Linked DNA regions of Bombyx mori: region 1 is linked to region 2. The links are chromatin contacts, called in public Hi-C maps. All regions are on one chromosome and are shown on one strand. Each heading gives the region's core, a stretch centred on a gene start, on an enhancer-like site or on the middle of the called end of the contact. The rest is flanking DNA. Distances are from core to core; before and after follow the strand shown.

Evidence for each region. Hi-C and Micro-C count contacts between places; a contact is called where the count stands out from the background.
Region 1: a Hi-C map of middle silk gland shows a contact between it and region 2, with 1.7 times the contacts expected there. The contact joins the enhancer-like site here to the promoter of LOC101735932 in region 2. A contact is called at or near these places in 2 of 7 Hi-C or Micro-C datasets (middle silk gland and whole pupa).

Annotation. Positions count from the first base shown.
Region 1 is chr21:12,735,760-12,741,504 of ASM3026992v2, forward strand. It overlaps LOC101743786 (survival motor neuron protein), which reads right to left. Exons shown (of 7, transcript XM_038018430.1): 2 at 1,527-1,668; 3 at 267-428. Among protein-coding and RNA genes, the nearest start is that of LOC134200887, 5.6 kb to the right of the region's middle. Within about 2 kb of position 1,967, at least 6 of the 8 cell types and tissues checked have open chromatin away from gene starts, as enhancers often do.
Region 2 is chr21:12,661,742-12,668,064 of ASM3026992v2, forward strand. LOC101735932 (histone H4 transcription factor) reads left to right here and starts at 3,520. Exons shown (of 7, transcript XM_004929676.5): 1 at 3,520-3,972; 2 at 4,765-4,912; 3 at 5,721-5,962. The coding sequence starts at 3,724. It overlaps LOC692963 (phosphoribosyl pyrophosphate synthetase), which reads right to left and starts at 1,359. Exons shown (of 1, transcript NM_001046803.1): 1 at 1-1,359. The coding sequence starts at 1,122. The coding sequence ends at 166.

The sequences.
Region 1 (5,745 bases), core at 717-3,216, 72 kb after region 2:
ATGCTAACATATCCTATCCCTAAAGATAAATTACAAATAAAGTCGAACCTAATTACTGAAATATTAATCGCGATGCTAGCTGGTTCGTGTGCACATTAGTTTTCTACTAAACAAAACCCGCTATTACTCGCTACTGAAATAGCGCGTTTCAAAAGCTGCTATTGACATTTGATAGCTAGTTTCGTTTCGCTAACCGAAAATGCCGCTACAGCCCACCGCTAATACAATGTTATTAGAGTAGCTGATGGTACATTTAAAATTCTCACCTAAAAATCTCACAACACATTCAGTATCACTTATGACCCTCAAGATAAAAGCTTCATATTCAAGTCCATCCCCTTCATAAACGGCCCGACAAGGCATGCCAGCTTTCCATTCAGTTTCTTTCTTATTTGAAGACGTAGGGCGGGATTTGCCTTTGAGTTTACCTGTAATTATTTTATATCAAGATATGATTACTTAGTTTTCTTAGAAAAGTGCTTCAAGATCTACTTAATGATGATATTGAATATATAATTGAATGTTGTGTTTAAGATGCCTATTAATTTTTCACTATTTAATGTAACTGCAGGCAGATCACGGTGGTGAATAAAAACAGGAGAAATAATGTCTTTGACTGAAAAACCAGTACTATGTTTAAAATAGTTTTTTTTTTAAAATGATTTTTAACTTTTGAAGACCTCCATTTTATATTTGTATGATAGTTTCATTATAAAATAAAACATTTAATAAAACTTTATTGAATTTCATTTAATTATTATTTTCCATTATTGAAAACAGTCTCACAATCTACCAAGTCTGTCCATCATTAATAACTCTCAATATATGTATTTTTTAATGAAATAGCCCCTGGGTATTGAAACACTTAGGTCCTGATCTTGATTTCTATCTCTTGAGGATTATTGCAAATTTTGTACTAATTTTACTGATTGTTTTGTTTTTTGGCTTTCTGCCCCATTTTATATATTTAGAAGATAATTAAAAATTAATTTAAAATTAATTAGATAAACAATTATTCTGTATCAATACCAAATAAATAATATTCTGTATAAATACCTAATAGCTAGCAACTCACTTCTTTATCATAAGATTAACTTAGTACTAAATACTCATAGTTGGGGTAACAACAAATAGAAGATCTTCCAGCTAGTGGGTAAAATTGCTCAGTACACCAATGGTCCAAATATTATTGTTTGAAACTTGTTTATACCAATAATGTAAAAAGGTAACCAATAAAGGTAAAGGTAACCAATATGTAAGAAAAAAATAATAAACCTAAAAACTTGTATATCAAATGTATCTCGAAAATGTTGTTGGCGAGGTTCAGGCGTCATAGCTACCTGTTACACATTTATTTACTATATATACAAATACATTCCACATATTTTACAATAAACTTGTTAAAGTTAACAAATTGCATGTGACTGTGCAGCTATGTTATGTTGGCAACTGCCAAGCTGCGGCAAAATAGTTGCATCTTAAATTATTATTAATAGATAGCTTGCGGTAAGTATTAAATATGATACCTTTGTTACCATGCTCTGTATTAGTAGACATTGCTACTCTCTTTGCGACTTCAGCGTTTGCCATTTTCAGTGCTTTGTCGTACGCATCATTCAATTTCTTGTCGTCCCACACATCTTCCTCTTCTTCTTCTTCAGTTTCAGACTGAAATCAAACAGTAAAATCGGTTGTTATTTTAAAGGTAGGTAAGTAAAAATTTATATTTTAGAATATGATACTCGCTATATTCATTCCCCTAACGTACAAAATTTCGCTTTTAGACATTTTGATGTGGATTGTAAATTAGATACTCTTTTAAGTATTTTTTTGTATTTAAATTTTCTTTTAGCTAGAATTTTGTTTCTAATGTAAATTGAAAATTATGCTTTGACACTTGATGTTACAGAGACTTGACAGTGAGTTCTATTTTCCAACAGTAAAGGCAGAGATATCACAACGTACAGCTTAATCTTTTGTAAATTTTTTTTAAATCTTCAATTTTACGCCATTTACGACATCATAGGATCTTAGACTTGACATTTGATGAAGACGAATAATTGTTTGTTTGTTATGTATGTACATTGGACAGGCAAAGAGAAACTAGACGATTTATCTAAATTTTTTACAACAAAGGTCGAAAACAGAACTGCTGGGAAACTGTGGAATTATAAACATATCTATAATTTAATGTAATCGGATCATGTGAAGCGAGAACACAGTAAGTGTTGAACAAGATTATATGAGATGATTTCTCAAGAAATTGTGGGAAATGAAGTTAATGAAATTTTTTACAGTACACGAGACGTTCAGTGACTTTGTTTCATTTTTTCAAACATTCTCCATAACAGGTTTTTCACCATTTCGCTCCGAAACTTTTTTTTCCTAAAACAGAGTATCCATGGAAAGTTTGATTTTTCATGTCCTTGACACTTGCAATGTAATCGTAAGACACCCATTGTGTTGGCGACATGGAGTTAATAAGTACCTACAACAGTAACTCTATGGTTGGCGATTTCACGTGTTTGTATGTGACAGGCAAATATTAAAACTACTTTCTAGTAAGAGGTTTGTTGAGTATGCGGTGTGTGCGACAAAAAAGTATTTTTTGTTTCAACAAGACAAACATTAATATTATTTTTCGAATGTTCCCTTCATTTGCGCTAAAAGTGTGACAAAGTCCATGTAGGTACGGGTAAAAGGGACAAAATAGGGCTATTTCTTTTAATTTCGTTGATTGAGAAGCTTGAAACTTTCTAGCTTTTTCTGCCATAAGTCTTACCGTCTGATAATGATTTCAACTTAACACTTCTGGTTGTTTCTCAGAAGAACGGATTTAAGTGTAGGACAGACAGATGGACGGACGAACAGCAAAGAAATTATGTTAGAGTCCATTTTACTCTTTTGGAACAGAACTCTAAAAAATATATTTTCGTTGAACATTATTTATGGCAATACTGTTTATTTTTTTACTCAAGATTTGTGTCGCATCCATTACTTGCTCACCTTTGTACGGACATTATTACCCGATACATCACTAGATAAAATATTTCAGTAACGCTCTTCGCGACCGTCATTATTCAAGCTGCATTATCATAGCGTCGTTTACATCATTGAAATATTCTCAAGAGGGTCCCTATGTCGTTACGAGAACCACAGTAATGATGTGTTTGATAGTCGATCATCACTCCAACCATTGAATGGAAGAAAAATAGCATGGATACATTGTTGTGAAAAATTTAGATAGGCTGATTTTTTTCTATTTTCGTGTGTTGTATTTATCGATTTTGCACCAAAGTCAATGATTATAAGATGGGACCTCCGTTTCGAACAGATATGTTAAAAATATTTATATATATTTTAGTAACGTCTGAAAATAGAGCTGCCATAAAATCAATAGAGATAATTTAGGAGGTATCTAAGGCAGATAATTAAACATTAAGTGTTGGTGTGTGACGAAAAAAGGAAGAAATACAGAAAGGCATAACTAAACTAGCCAGATTTATGTGAGGTATAAATATAACACTTGTTGTAGAACTGGGAGTTAGAACTAACGTATTAAAGTGGGTGGCGGCATTTACGTCTATCTATAGGCTATAGTAACTATTTCACATCACACGAGCCGAGAGCTTGTCCATTCATCTACGTAAATAATAATATGCAAATAAAAAACATTCAAATTGGCCAATGGCACCGCTCACACTGAAACAAAAGTTTCTGTTACTGAAATAAGATTATTAAACTACACCAATACAGGGATTTCGAATCCTAATATTTAGTCTCCAACCAGAAATCCGTTTACCGGTGATCAGGGTCACCGACCATTAAATCTAAGAAGTGATTGAAAATTTAGAGAAAAGATCTATCCGATGATTTACAAGCGAAGCAAATTATCCCTTAGAAATAACCCACAGACACAGCCCACTGAGTTTCTCGCCGGATCTTCTCAGTGGGTCGCGTTTCCGATCCGGTGGTAGATTCTACGAAGCACGGCGCTTGCGAGGGTTCGTGTTAGTAATATCGTCCGGTTTTAGCCCCGTGAGCTCACCTACTAGCCCGGTGATGCTGATATTGTCTTTCTAGACCATCAGCATAGATAAAAAAAAAATAGAAAAGAAAGTGCTTCAAATAAAAGCACAAAACATTTATTTAAAACATTTTGTGCTCCTTAACGAATTAGTATGAGAGAAAATTTTCAAATTTCACGTCACATAAACAATACTATAACTAAATTATTTCCAGTGAAATAGCCTGTCTGTAAGAAGAGTGTCCAATTTGTTGCGGGAGCTTCGCTGCCGCCGGACGCTCCCCTTTCCAATGAAGATTTGCCTACAACTATAGGTTGCTTATTAATACGGCAATGGAATTCTAAAAATAGCTAAACTAAATTAGAATGACTATTTTTAGACAGAAGGGTCGTATTTCATCTACTACTCTCTGAAACAACGTCAGTATTTAAGGCAGAGGTTATATTACGTACGTTTTCTAATTGAGCGCAAGGGAATGTTTCATATCACATTCTCTAAATTCGTGGCAAAATGTCTTTTAATAAGGCACGCAGGTGTTCGTTTAGGGGTAATGAACTCAACTGAGTCGGTCTGTATAAAATTCGAAACTTAAAAAGGTTTTTTTTTCTTAATGACGTATTGTTGTAATGCAATATTCTCATTTGAGGGATCGGATGATCGATTCTTATTGGATAAGACACCCTAGTCTCAAACGACGTTTCTATGTGAAACGTGATTCAAATCCTTGTAGGACACTTGCGGTTTACTTTCTAAGCAAAATAAATGTGTATGTACGTCGTGTAATAACATCGAACCCATATATTTGACACGTTCGTAAATTTTTTTGCGCTAGTCCAATAAGCTTTTCGTAAAATAATGTTTTTGTTCCGGTCACACGACAGCATCTGTGGTAAGATAATAGAATAAAAATACCGGATGATGTAGGCTTTACTTCCCTGACACACATATTATTATGGTTTATGAGTATAGCCCGATATTTTTACTTCTGTCCGTTCACGAATCAAATTTAGTTCAGGGACAAGGTTCAAATATTGACCAGTGAAGTATTAGATCGAACAGAATCGAATTGAAACAGAACGCCAGCATGCCAATTCATACCTAACACGCATGAATCAATGAAAGGCTATCACCTTGTCTATGGGTATTGTGAATTTTTCTATGTTTTACACGCATTGGAAACTAGACATAAATTACTATAATCCTCTAATTCACATCGTAAAGATGTCACAATTATACTACGTTGTATATAAAGCAGCTCCCAGGGATGCGAACGAACGTATAAAATAAAGATTTTTTGCACTTTGTCATCAACAATTGGCACACAAAACCAGACAAAATCAAGACTTTACTAAAACCTGTGAATGTACTTTAATTGACAGGTCGATGATTCCATTAAAGAGGAAATAGATATCTTTCGGTCAATCAACTGATCAAAAGCTCGGTTTGAAAATCTATAAGCTTTGCACAGAAGAATAACTGGAAGTGTGGCATTTACATAAGACCCGACCGGGAGATTGCTTATCTGGGTAGGTCGGGAAGTGTTGTAGTAGGTACAGTTATGTGATGGTTTTCTAAAAGCCGGAAGAATAATTGTGTGTGACATCATTCTTTTTTAATATTAGTATTATTAACGGATAGGGAACGTGTTAATAAAATTGCATGCTATCTGATTGCATGGCAGATTGTAAATGCGCGGGAACGTAGCATCATTTGTGCT
Region 2 (6,323 bases), core at 2,270-4,769:
AAACAGGTCATGTTGAAATATCACTGTTTCAATAAAACCATATTAAGCCTAGCAATGGCCGGTCAACAAAGACATCCTGTATATTTATTCGTATCTATTTTGCAAGCAGCAATAACATTGTTGAAAAACTTAACCTAAGATAAGTAAAAAGTAAAATACAAAATACTAATATGGAACATTAGAGAAGAGGTATGAAACAGATTCCCCATTGTGTGTACGTCTGACAGCCTCTGCCAGCATCATTGACACGTCAATGCATTGTATTTTTGGACATTCTTGCATGTGCCTCTCCTGGGGTATTGTGTTTGTGACAACAACAGCTTCTAAACAAGCATTGTTAATTCTGGATATTGCAGGTCCCGAAAAAATACCATGAGTCAAAATAGCATACACTTTAGTAGCACCAGCTTCTATCAATTTTTCGGCAGCATGGCAAATCGTGCCACAAGTGTCGGCCATGTCGTCTACTAAAATGGCAGTTCTGTCTTTAACATCACCAACAAGCACCATAGAGGCTACTTCATTGGCCTTCTTTCTCTCTTTGTGGATCAAAGCAAATTCAACATTCAAACGATCTGCAATAGATGTCACCCTTTTAGCACCACCAGCATCAGGGGACACAACAATGCTTGTTTTCCAGTCCGGTATGTTTTCTTTGATCCATTTTAACACTGCGGGTTCGGCAAAGAGGTTATCTACCGGAATATCAAAGAATCCTTGAATTTGCGACGCATGAAGATCCATAGTGATGATGTGATCGGCTCCAGACACTGAAAGGATGTTGGCAACGAGTTTGGCCGTGATCGGGGCTCTGCTCTTGTCTTTTTTGTCTTGCCGCGCGTACGGGAAGCAAGGTATGACGGCGGTCACTCGCGATGCAGACGCTATTTTACAAGCGTTAATCATAATCAGGAGCTCCATTAGGTTGTCGTTGATCTCTCCGCTGCCGCTTTGTACGATGTACACATCTTCGCCGCGTACCGATTCTCCTATTTCAACGCACGTTTCCATATTACTGAATTTTTTGGTTACAACTTTACCGAGATCGATGCCCAAACGGTCGACAATCTTTTGAGCCAGATCAGGATGCGAGCTGCCGCTAAAAACTTTGATGTTCGGCATTCTTGTTGTTAAGGGAAGAACGTGATCTAATTTATTCACTACGTCTTCTAGGGTTATTGTTGATTTCATCGACACTAAACCAGACGTCGTAGCAAGTGGCGCTATGCGAAGCGATAAAACAGAGATGAATTATTTAAATTGCCGAGTCCATTTATCAATAAGAGTTCGAAGGGCAACGCGTGAGGTCTTGTCGCGCCGTGTATCCTGCACCTATGTCCTTCGCGTATGGCAACTCAACCAGACTCAGACTTCACTTACAGGCTACGGAATCACTTTGGTTCGACTTGTGCACAGACATTTTGTGTTTGCTTCGTCTATTGTATAGACAACGGGAATTTGACCTATACAGCTTTAAATCTTTCATAAGAATAAGGTTGTCGTGTTTACAATTTAAAGGCTGGATGTTACGAATGAATTAATAAAGTATTAAATTTTTTGCGCTGTACATGTACTAATGAATGTGAGGAGTGAAATTCAGCAGCTATGGAAGTGTGGGAAAATGAAACAAAGACGCTGAGGCTGGCTTCTAAGATTCCTTCTAAAAGTGTCAGTAAATAACCACCATTTTCCTGAGACTTCATTTCGACCCAAATCATCTCATTTCGTTCAATTTCATTCCTATTTAATGCAGTCTCAAATAAATCAATTGTATCTTATTTCGTTTAAAATATATCAAAATATATACATATTAAATACATAAATATGTATTTCAATTATAAAACACATTGAAGTCGTCGTGGCCTAAAGGTTAAGACGTCCGGTGCATTCGTATTGAGCGATGCACTGGTGTTCGAATCTCGCTGGCGGGTACCAATTTTTCTGATGAAATACGTACTCAACAAATGTTCACGATTGACTTCCACGGTGAAGGAATAACACCTAGCAATAAAAATCAAACCCGCAAAATTATAATTTGCGTAATTACTGGTGGTAGGACCTCTTGTGAGTCCGCACGGGTAGGTACCACCGCCCCGCCTATTTCTGCCGTGAAGCAGTAATGCGTTTCGGTTTGAAGGGTGGGGCAGCCATTGTGACCATACTGATACCTTAGAACTATATCTCAAGGTGTGTGACGCATTTACGTTGTAGATGTCTATGGGCTCCAGTAACCACTTAACACCAGGTGGGCTGTGAGCTCGTCCACACATCTAAGCAATAAAAAAAAAACTTATTATGTATTTTTGATACGTGTGAATATTTTTCTATACTCAACACACGCAACAATTCACAAGCAAGTGGCCAATTGCTTAATTAAAAAAAAACGAAGAAATAATAAATTAATAATATTAATAATAAGGAATAAATTAAGTGAGCTAAGACAACACCACACGGTTTTTAGTGAGAAGTGTTTTGAGTTAACTAGTTTAAGTGTATAATTATGATTTTATTGTTTCTTCAGCTTTAATTGCGTATTGATCTGATTATCATCTGTGAGCACCTAGTGAGGAAAATGAAAAGGCACTGAAGGAGCTTGGCCCGACAAACGTCGTTTAACGTACCCACATACTTTTCCCATCCAAAAATTTTGAGTGGAATTAAGATGACATGACATAAATCATGAGCCAACTGTGGGGGCAAAGCTGTATAATTAATAGATGGGCTACATTTGATTATGTTTTGTTTGAATTTGTGTAAAGTTTGGCCTAGTTTTTTCATAATTTTTTTGTGAATTAAAATATTCCAATAAATTTTTGTTGTATTGTTTGTATCGATAAAATTGTAATATTGTTCCAATAAAATTTTATGTAGTAAAATGTCGAGTGTGGTTTTTTCCAAATTTATTAAGAAAGCTGGTATCACTGATTCTAGATTTTATTTTTGTTAGACTTTTTGGCGGAAACGCGAGGAGTGAAGTTGTGTGTTTTGTTTTAATTTGTCTATTTTGTGTTTCTTCAGGTTTAAATGTCTAGTAACGGTGGTTTATCAACTGTTTAGTATCTGTAAAAGTGCACAAATGTGGGAAAATGTCATCCTATATCATATCACCTCATCTCATTTCATTTCATTTAATTTCATGCCATGCCATGCCATGTTTCATAATAAATTAATCAGCTTCATTTCATAATACCATATTTCATATTTAAAAAAAAAAATTTAAGGTTTCCATTTAGAAGAATAAAACTACTACTACTACCTTAAATATAATAAGTGTATAATCTATGACTGCCATTTCTATGATTTCTACTTGTAATCTTAGTAAATGACCACCATTTTACTGAGATTAGATTTCATCTCATATCATCTCATTTAATTTCATCCTAGTTGATTAATGTCTCAAATTAATCATTTTCATCATTTCACTCCATAATAACATTTTTCATAAAATTAAGAATATAGATTAAAATAAGACATGACTTAAAGATCTCAGTTACCAGGTCATAAAATCTCTTAAAAAAAATGATTTCTACTTGTGGTTTATTTTATATTTCGTGAATACAATTGAATACATATTAATTAATTTTCAACTATTATAGTCCAGCGCTTAAAGAAAGTTGAGTGATTTGGTTGCGAATCCGCATATCTCAATATTATAATGATTATTGCTTACCAACTTCCTTAGGTATCTTTTGAAAATAACGTATATTGGAGTAAATAATCATCATGTCAGTTAAAAAAAATGTGGAAATTCAACACAAAATTAAATTAAACCCTAAACTCGCAAGTTCTTTGCGGTGTATGCAATGGTTAAAGCATCAGAACAGTCCATCAAACAAGAAGGTTTTACAGTCAAAGAATGATGTCCTATTCGTTCAGACGAATAAATTTGAAAAACCCGAATTTTCAAATCTGGACACAGAAGATACCATTCCAGACGGTGTTAACGAATCTGTCATTAAACCAAAGACTGTGGTGAGCTTCATTTATTATGCACCGAAATGCTATGAAAAATATTAATTGAATATAAAGTTTGCATCGTTTTCTATTGAAACTAGGTGCATGGAGAAAATTTTAATCTCCCTATTTTGTGTGCTTTATTTATTTTGTTGCCTCTATGGGTGGCAGAGCTCACAGCCCACCTGCTGTTAAGTGGTTACTGGAGCCTATAGACATCTACAACGTAAATGCGCCACGCACTTTGAGATATAAGTTCTAAGGTCTCAGTATAGTTACAACGGCAGCCCCACCCTTCAATTCGAAACGCATTACTGCTTCACGGCAGAAATAGGCAGGGTGGTGGTACCTACCTGTGCGGACTCAAAAGAGGTCCTACCACCAGTAAAAAAATTCTGTACCATGGGAAGTGCTTTGAAAAATAGTTGAAAATAACATCATCGCCATTTTATCACTGCATTGCTCGCCTACATGCTCTGTAAGACAGCTTACTGTCTTCAGATTTTCTACATCACAACCTTTGAAAACTTTTCTTGGGTTGTTGTGTTAAAATTGGATTGTGTTTTTATTGCTTAGTAAGTTGAATGAGCTAACAGTGGTGTTAAGTGGTTACTAAAGCCTATAGATAGCAGCAACATAAATGCCCCTAACCACCTTTTGACATGAGTCCTAAGTCTCAGTTCTAAATACAATGGCTGCTTCACACTTCAAACTGTAACTCTATTTGCTTCATACTATTGCTTTACTTATGAAAAGTATAAATAAAGATTCATTTCAATTTTTTTATTATTTGAAAATTATTTGTTTCAGACTACAAAATTTTTACGAATTTCCAAACTGAGCTTGGCTTGTGAGTGGCAGGGATGCAAATTATTAACCAATAATTATGAATCATATCAGAAACACGTCATCGCTCATTTCTCTGATGTGATTCAAATAATAGATAAGGAAGAAACTGGTTAGTCAAAGTGGTATGATTGATAAGTGTAGTTTTTAGCTGAATTAAGCAGTTACTCAAAAGTGGAGCCCATAAGATGCCAAAACATGTGTACTGTGGCCACCTTGAGATATAAGAATGAAGTCTCAATTATCTTCAAGTGGAATGCATGTATGCTCTATGGCAAAATCGTAATACCTACTGGTGGACTAAAATTATGATACAAAGATATAGATGAGTCGACTATTATCAAAGCCGGCAATGTGACTTTGGACAATTATTGGTAAATCAGAAAGACGAATTATTGACTTTGTATTCCATTGGCAGTCACTAAACTCTTCTGAACGACATCTTAGATAAATAACAGGTTAAGTATTAACCTTTATTTAATGCAGGTTTTGAACCGTATTCTTTGAAGGAGACGATTATATTCAAATCAATCTGAATTGACATATCAATAACATTTATTTGTCCAAATGCACAGATTGCCACGTTTGATAATAGACGACTCAGATGTTGAATGGGCTTGACTCCCATATGCCACTTGAAAGTCCTTATTTATGCATGTTTCAGAGAGCAAGCAATTCTAGATAGGGCAAAAAAAAAGGTTACACCTAACTGCTATATCTAGTTACATCAGACTTCTTATTAAATTTTGTAATTTAGTTTTTTTTTTATATGAATTTTGTTCACTCAATTGTTGTCTGGAATTGGTAGCTCCTCCAGACAACGGTCAAATGTTTTGCATTTGTGTTTATATTGGTATACAATAAAGCATACTCGATTCTTAATAAGACTTAATAACCATATTGTTGTGTTTATATTTCAGTAATGTATTCTTGTCTTTGGGATGTTTGTGGTCACAAAACAAAGGATTATAATGAGATGTTTCGGCATTTAAATTACCATGCTTATCATGGGAAGTTGCTGGCGATCGGCCTCAATGGTAGAGCTACATTAAAACTGGAAAGATGCAAGAAGAACTCCACTAAAAGAAATCAGTTACCTAATTTACCTAATGAACATATTTGCATGTGGACTGACTGCAATAGAAAGTTTAACTCAATACAGGTGTGTTACGAAAATATAACAAAAATAATGGTTTGATTAACAAGGACAGGCTTGCACTGGTGTTAAGTGAGTACTGGGGCTCATGAAACCCGTAGTGATAATCTGTACTTTAAGGCAGTCTTGATTTAATTTAAATAATACCTATCAAATTCATATAACCCATACACACACAGCCCACTGAGTTTCTCGCTGGGTCTTGTCAGTGGGTCGCGTTTCCGATCCGGTGGTAGATTCTGCGAAGCACTGCTCTTGATAGGGTCAGTGTTAGCATCACTCCGGTCTGATCCCGTGAGCTTACCCACTAGTTAAAGTTACGCTGAAATAGCCTCTCAAGGCTATCAGATTAAGTAGGAAAAAAAAA